2 separate regions of the Sus scrofa genome follow, and region 1 is linked to region 2. The links are chromatin contacts, called in public HiChIP or PLAC-seq maps. All regions are on one chromosome and are shown on one strand. The core of a region is the stretch at or near the end of the contact, and the rest is flanking DNA. Distances in the headings are between cores, read along the strand shown. Region 1 overlaps GNAI3 (G protein subunit alpha i3). Region 2 overlaps AHCYL1 (adenosylhomocysteinase like 1).

Region 1 (3,250 bases), core at 181-2,680, 450 kb before region 2:
CTTGATTAGAGTGGGTTAAGAAGAGAATTGGGGGTACAGAATTGGAGAACAAGTGTGTAGATAGCTCAGGGGGGTTTGCTATGAAGAGGAGAGAGGAAATGGAGTGGTATCCAGAGGAAGATTTGTGGAGTCAAGGAAAGGTTAGAAGTGGGGCGTGTGTGTGGATTTTCAGGTGGAAGATAGTAGTATGTATACTCATGAGAGTGACCCAGTGGGAAGAGAAAAACTTGATGATATTTGAGTGACATGGGATAATTGCAGCAGCTGAGACCTTGAGTAGATAAAATGAGGTGCATAACTGCGCAGTTGGAGGGGTTAGTCTGAGACTTTGGCAGAGATAGTTTATCCGTTGTTGGAGGTAGAGGAGATTAATGGAGGTGCTGATAGATGTGTGGGTTTGGTTATGGGAAAATGAGATAACTTTTTCAGAGTGCTTTTCTTTTTCTGGTAAGGGAGGTGGGATCATTAGCTGAGCGTCGGAAGTGGGAAGGGGAATGTAAAGTGCGAGAGGAGGTGATGTCACATAGGCACCTTGGTAGGTGGGAGAAGGCGTTGACTAGGGAAATGCAGGTGGAATGTCAAGGGGTTCAGAGGGCGCATCTGATGTTTGTGGTTATGAAGGTGATTCCAGCTGGCTGAGGAGGGACGTGTGGTCTTGAGGGGGGTATACAGTGGAAAAGTGGTAGGAGGGGCAAGACCTCTTTACTTCTGTTCAGAACTCTAGTGTCATGGCTGAGAGGATTAAGCTTTCCTCAGGTCCATGGATGTTGACAGAAGAATTAATAAAAGTGAATAAGCCAAAAAAATAATCATTTCATTTCTGCCTGTGTTCAGTATCTATATCATGCATGGTGGGACACTTTCGGTGAATTATATTTGGTTGCTGAGTTGTGTAAAGAAAGTAAAATCTCTAAGGAAGAAACTGTAGTTTTTCCTGATAGATAGAAAACCTCACTAAAGTTTTCTCTAGGACCTGTGATTTCCATTGATCTAGAATTATCACTCATGTTGATTTCATACTTTTGAGTTGGATTACAGAGGAGTTCAAAGTCTGGTTTTCTTTTCTTTCAGGTGCTGGAGAATCTGGTAAAAGCACCATCGTGAAACAGATGAAGTAAGTTGGAACATGGCCTTTTGTAAGACTGTATTTCCTCATAATGCATAAAAGTCCATAATATTTTTTCATTTTAGGTCCAGGGTAATGATTTGTGGTTTTCTTCTTTTTAAAGAATCATTCATGAGGATGGCTATTCAGAGGAAGAATGTAAACAATATAAAGTGGTTGTCTACAGCAATACTATACAGTCCATCATTGCAATCATTAGAGCCATGGGACGGCTAAAGATCGACTTTGGGGAAGCTGCCAGAGCAGTAAGTGTTTCTCATTTCCTCTTTACTTACTCTTTTTCAGTAGATGCAGTTAAGCAAAATTTGCTTCATGCTTTAGGGAAATGAAGTTAAGCAACAAGGTAAGGTGCAGCAAAGTACTGCTTGCTCATTTGAGACGTGTTAGCAAATCTGCTTTAGGAAATATTAGATTACTACCACAAGATGAGTCTAGGAAATGGGATTCTGTGGACATACTGTAGGTTTTTGTGATAGCTGTTTGATTCACTTGCTTCTTTTATAGCACTGTTGACTTCTATAATAGTAAATGACAGTAAATTGAAATAATCTAAAAGAGGTTGACATGATATGTGGCTCTGCTTTCTGAGGTGCAGAGAGATTAAAGGCCAGTATCATTCTCCTAGGATAAACTTGGTAAGAACATAAACACTAAGTCTCGATTTTAGAGGCAATTTTCCAGTATTCAAGAATAGTATATCCCTGTACTACATTGAACTATAGACTATGGAATTAGATTATACCATGTCCTAGTATAATTCTTGCGCATGTCAGGTATCCAGAAGTTGTGTTGACGGATTATAATACTTGGTGGGCCCTGAAGGTCTAGTTAGTTAATTAGGATGTTTGATGCAGTGGGGAGAGGGCCAGAATGAAGGCAGGGGATCTTTTATGTCATCATAAGCTAAATTCCAAGAGAAGTCTGAGAATGTATAGAATGCTTTCCTAGAACTAAAGTAATCATCAGCTATGTTCAGTGTCATACTTAGGTGCTATGGGCAGTGAAAGGAAGTGACTTGGGAGACTCCCTGGAAAGGCAAAGCCTATGTGTCTGTGAAGTAGCTTAGGAACTCTGCTAAGCAACTCTCAACTTCTCAGATATTCAGTAAAGAAGTGAGGAAATTGTTGGAGGGAAGAAGAATAAAAGGAGGGTTATAATTGGATGGAATTAGACCAGGAAGCCTAGAGGTGCCGTAAGGAAGGGGAGCTAGAGTAAGGAATGTGAAATGTTGGAGCGAAGAGGAGCAAAACAAGAACAGAAGAGGGGTGTGTGAGACGTGACTTCTATGTTTTTATAAAAAGATTCCGTATCACAAAAATTAGAGACTTGATTTTTCTAAGCCTCTGAGCAGGGAATATGTGATGGCTAAGGCAAGAGGATAAACTGCCTTTTTTTTTCCTTTCTTTTTTTTAGGGCCGCACCCAAGGCATGTGGAAGTTCCCAGGCTAGGGGTCAAATCGGAGCTGCAGCTCCAGCCTATACCACAGCCACAGCAACGCAGGATCTGACCTGCATCTGCAACCTACACAACAGCTCATGGCAACATCACATCCTTAACCCACTGAGCGAGGCCAGGGATCAAACCTGCATCCTCATGGATTCTAGTTGGATTTGTTAACTGCTGAGCCATGAGGGAACTCCAGTCTTTATTTCTATCTTATTTCTTTCTATACCTTCTCTCCCTTCTCTCACCTGCTTCGCCCCCCCCCCCCCCCGCCCCTATCAGCTTGCTCTTGTGTTCTTTCTTTATTTTTTCATTTCTTTGTATCACTTATTTGCTCTATGCAATAACTGGTCAGTAATACTGTATTCTTTTTTTTTTTTTTTGTCTTTTTGCCTTTTCTAGGGCTGCTCCTGTGGCATATGGAGGTTCCCAGGCTAGGGGTCTAATCGGAGTTGTAGCCACCGGCCTACACCAGAGCCACAACAACATGGGATCTGAGCTGCATTTGCGACCTACTCCACAGCTCACGGCAACACCGGATCCTTAACTCACTGAGCAAGTCAGGGATCGAACCCGAACCTCATGGTTCCTAGTTGGGTTCGTTTCTGCTGTGCCACAATGGGAACTCCTCATTTGTTTCTTTATTTAAAATTGTTATCTCTGTAAAGAGAAGAGGGAAT
Region 2 (3,477 bases), core at 928-3,427:
AATTGAGGAAACATTGTTAAAAGATTAAAAGGCTTAGCCAAGGTCATAGATGGCTGTGAGTGTCAGGAAAGAGATTTGTACCAAAAGCTATTTATTTTCTTCTGCCAGAATCTTGTTTGCATTGTATTATTAATATTAAGGACTGGGCTTTGAGGTACAAGGACTGTATTTTTAAAAAGTAAATAAACATTTCCAAAGACTTATTCTCTGCCCTGTGCCACTGATAACCCAGTATAGACAAGATAGGCAGACAAGTACAGATGGTGGTATACAGGGTTAGGTACTGAAATAAATGAATGTGCAGGCTCACTGTGGGCATGTGTGCAAGAAAAGGTTCCAGATATAACACTATCATAAGGGAAAAGGTGTCTTGGAGTGAGACAGATACAAAAAGTGGTAGGTGACAAACAGGCTAATTAGAAAGAATTTTGAAAGATTGAGTTATAAGAGAAAGTTGGGATGAGTGAAGAAAGCTTTAAGGAATTGCTCAGTTTTGTTTGTTTGTTTGTTTATTTGTTTGTTTTTCTATTTGGCTGAATCCATGGCATGTGGAAGTTCCTGGGCCAGGGATCAAACCCATCCCACAGCAGTGACCCAAGCCACTGCCATGACAATACTGGATTCTTAACCCACTGCACCACAAGAATATTCCAAGGAAGTCTTCAGAGATTTTCATGACCATGTTTTATGGGGACCTATCAGAGAATTTTTAAAAGCTTGAAAAGTTAAAGGACAATAAAGTTAAATTGTCCTCATGGGGTCGATAACCTTCAGGAGTATTTGTGGTAGTTGGAAAGAAAGAGGACGTGTACATAGAAGTCAGCCAGAGATCTGACACACTGGCAGAGACGGCAATCAGAAAAATATTCTGCTAGAAAAGAGGTTATTTGAGAGGTAAGGGCTGATTGTTGTGTATTTTCCTGTATATCCATCTGAAAGGACATTTTTAACTTTTTGTGAAGCTGCTTTTTTAAGTTGAATATCTTGTGTGTTCTCAAAGTCGGCAGTATAACCAGAACTGCTCACTTTTTGTGTCATTCTCTTTATGTTTCTTAGCACAACCAGTATAAAATCCCTTTATAAGATTTTATGAGATTATTTCATTGCTTTTATCCTTTTCTATTAATGTTCTCAAAGTACGGTCCTCTCAACAGCAGCGTCGGCAACACGTAGGAACTTGTTAGAAATGCTCAATCTTGGGTCCTACCTGAGCCCTGCCGAATGGGACTTTCTGGCAGTGGGGCCTAGCCATCTATGGTTCGACACACCTTCCATGTGATTCTCATGAATGCTTTAGAATTTTAAGTTTGAGAACCATTGATATAAATAGCATTCCTTATATGCCCTAAATTACTCTTCCATTTTTGCCATGTCTGGTTCCAACCCAGGTTGAGACTAAGTGTCCCTATTTTGAGGGATTCACTTGAGCTGATGCAGGTTTGGAATCAGTAGCTCCCTATCACAGGCACTCATGGCAAGGTGTCATCAGGGTGGATAAAAGGGCCACAACACTGAAAGATCTACAATAGTTTCATTCATACCATCTCTTAGAAGACCCTGGAGGAGTAGAATGGAGCGTGACTTAAAAGGTGGCTCCAACTGAGTGTCACCTAACTTAAATGACAGTCCCTTAGGGACTGCACCCTGTGGAGTTGGGGCCATTCAAGTTTTTCTTTCCTCATTTCTTTCTTTCCTGGCTCTAGCTGCATCCTACACAGATAGCTCTGATGATGAGGTTTCCCCCCGAGAAAAGCAGCAAACCAACTCCAAGGGCAGCAGCAATTTCTGTGTGAAGAACATCAAGCAGGCAGAATTTGGACGCCGGGAGATTGAGATTGCAGAACAAGGTAAAGAAAGGGACTGGGTAGGGACCAGAAGCAACCCACTTGCTGGTCATCAGGATCCATGAAAACTTAAGGCTTGAAAGTCTCCTGGGGAACTTTTGAGTTTGAAAGTATCCTGGGCTTTTATATAAACAGCTCTCCCTGTATGGAGCTTGAGCCTCAGGATTCTTGTTCCTGTTCTTATTCTTGTTCTCCCTGCTTCCCGTTCTCGGCGTGTAATAATTACAGAGTAGTTTCTCTTTTCCTTTCCCCCGACTCCATATTCACAGATCTACGTGCGGAGTCAGCAAGTCCTAGATGCCACATGGTGGTTAGTTCTGCAGGATCTTGCCATAGCTGCCAATGGTAGAGACCCAGATTTCCCAGAAGCAGCAAACTGGGGAGGGTTTTCAGCTAAGGAAGTGGTGACCTAGGGTCTTATTTGGTCTTTGATCCTGAGCACCCTCTGCTGGAGCAAGAGTGAAAATGACTGACAGTTAAATCTTGATTTCTTTACCCAGCCCCCGTCCCAATAAGGTCTCTTTACTCTTTTGTCGCTTTCACACTGAAGGCACCTTCTCTACTGGCAGGATGTGTAGAAATCAGACAGACTGACAGAATAGGATTAGAGAGCATGGAAAAACAGAAGCAAGTGGTTTCTGCTGAAGTAAAGTCTCTGCTCCTGCTCTGAAGATTGTAATACGTGGGAGTCCATTAGCCAATAACTACTTCCCTCTTCTCCCAAATGAAGAGTAACTCTCACCCTCCATTGTGATCACCTGAGAATTTGACTCCATATAAGCCCTCTACATATAAGGCTAGAATAGTGAGGATGAGAGAAATTTCAAGTGCTTAGATGACAACTCCCCACTGTTCGGCAGTTGAAGCTACCAGGCATCAAATAAATATGCTTAGAGTTTTTCCTCCGTATCTCAACAGATCCAGACCAGCCCTAGATGTTGCTGGGGCAGGAATTAATGATATTGCTAGTGCAGACCTAGCTCAAATCCTCTGTTCTTTCACAGACATGTCTGCTCTGATTTCACTCAGGAAACGTGCTCAGGGGGAGAAGCCCTTGGCTGGTGCTAAAATAGTGGGCTGTACACACATCACAGCCCAGACAGCGGTGAGTTTTTTGGGAGAAAAGTGATGGACTTCTGATTGGCAAGGAAGAGGGACCTTTTCTTTTTTCTTTTTTCTTTCTTCTAACTTGTTTTTGCTTCCCTATTTACCTAACCTCCAAATGCTAACTACTAGAGAGAACCTCTCAATTACACAGTACTGAGGTTTCCTACTTTGTTTGTATAGGTGTAACCTTTTAACAAACCTTAGGGAGATTTGCAAAAATATGATTGTTATAAAAATGTTATTAAGACTTTGGGGGTCACATCTTTTGGGTAAAGTTAGATTCCACTGTGCTAACTAGTGGGTTATACCCTTTTGTAACTTCCAGTGTAGCAACTTGTGTTGCTGCCGAGTTGCTGGGTATTAGTCTCTCAATTACGACTCTTCTCTGGCCCTTCTCTTTCTCACCCTGTCCTCCTATACCACTACATAGGTGTTGATTGAGACACTCTGTGCCCTGGGGGCTCAGTGCCGCTGGTCTGCTTGCAACATCTACTCCACTCAGAATGAAGTGGCTGCAGCACTGGCT

The links. HiChIP or PLAC-seq counts read pairs in DNA pulled down with a chosen protein or histone mark.
Region 1: an H3K27ac HiChIP or PLAC-seq map of alveolar macrophages shows a contact between it and region 2. The contact joins two enhancer-like sites. A contact is called at or near these places in 2 of 2 datasets of contacts at active chromatin or transcription factors (alveolar macrophages and skeletal muscle).

What each region holds. Positions count from the first base shown.
Region 1 is chr4:110,548,226-110,551,475 of Sscrofa11.1, reverse strand. GNAI3 (G protein subunit alpha i3) reads left to right here. Exons shown (of 8, transcript NM_001123117.1): 2 at 1,072-1,114; 3 at 1,230-1,371. Among named protein-coding and RNA genes, the nearest start is that of GNAI3, 29 kb to the left of the region's middle. Within about 2 kb of position 1,430, at least 2 of the 83 cell types and tissues checked have an H3K27ac peak or open chromatin away from gene starts, as enhancers often do. A contact at or near this core is called in alveolar macrophages, where this site is marked.
Region 2 is chr4:110,102,946-110,106,422 of Sscrofa11.1, reverse strand. AHCYL1 (adenosylhomocysteinase like 1) reads left to right here. Exons shown (of 17, transcript NM_001201381.1): 3 at 1,704-1,847; 4 at 2,849-2,949; 5 at 3,382-3,477. Among named protein-coding and RNA genes, the nearest start is that of STRIP1, 24 kb to the right of the region's middle. Within about 2 kb of position 2,177, at least 22 of the 83 cell types and tissues checked have an H3K27ac peak or open chromatin away from gene starts, as enhancers often do. A contact at or near this core is called in alveolar macrophages, where this site is marked.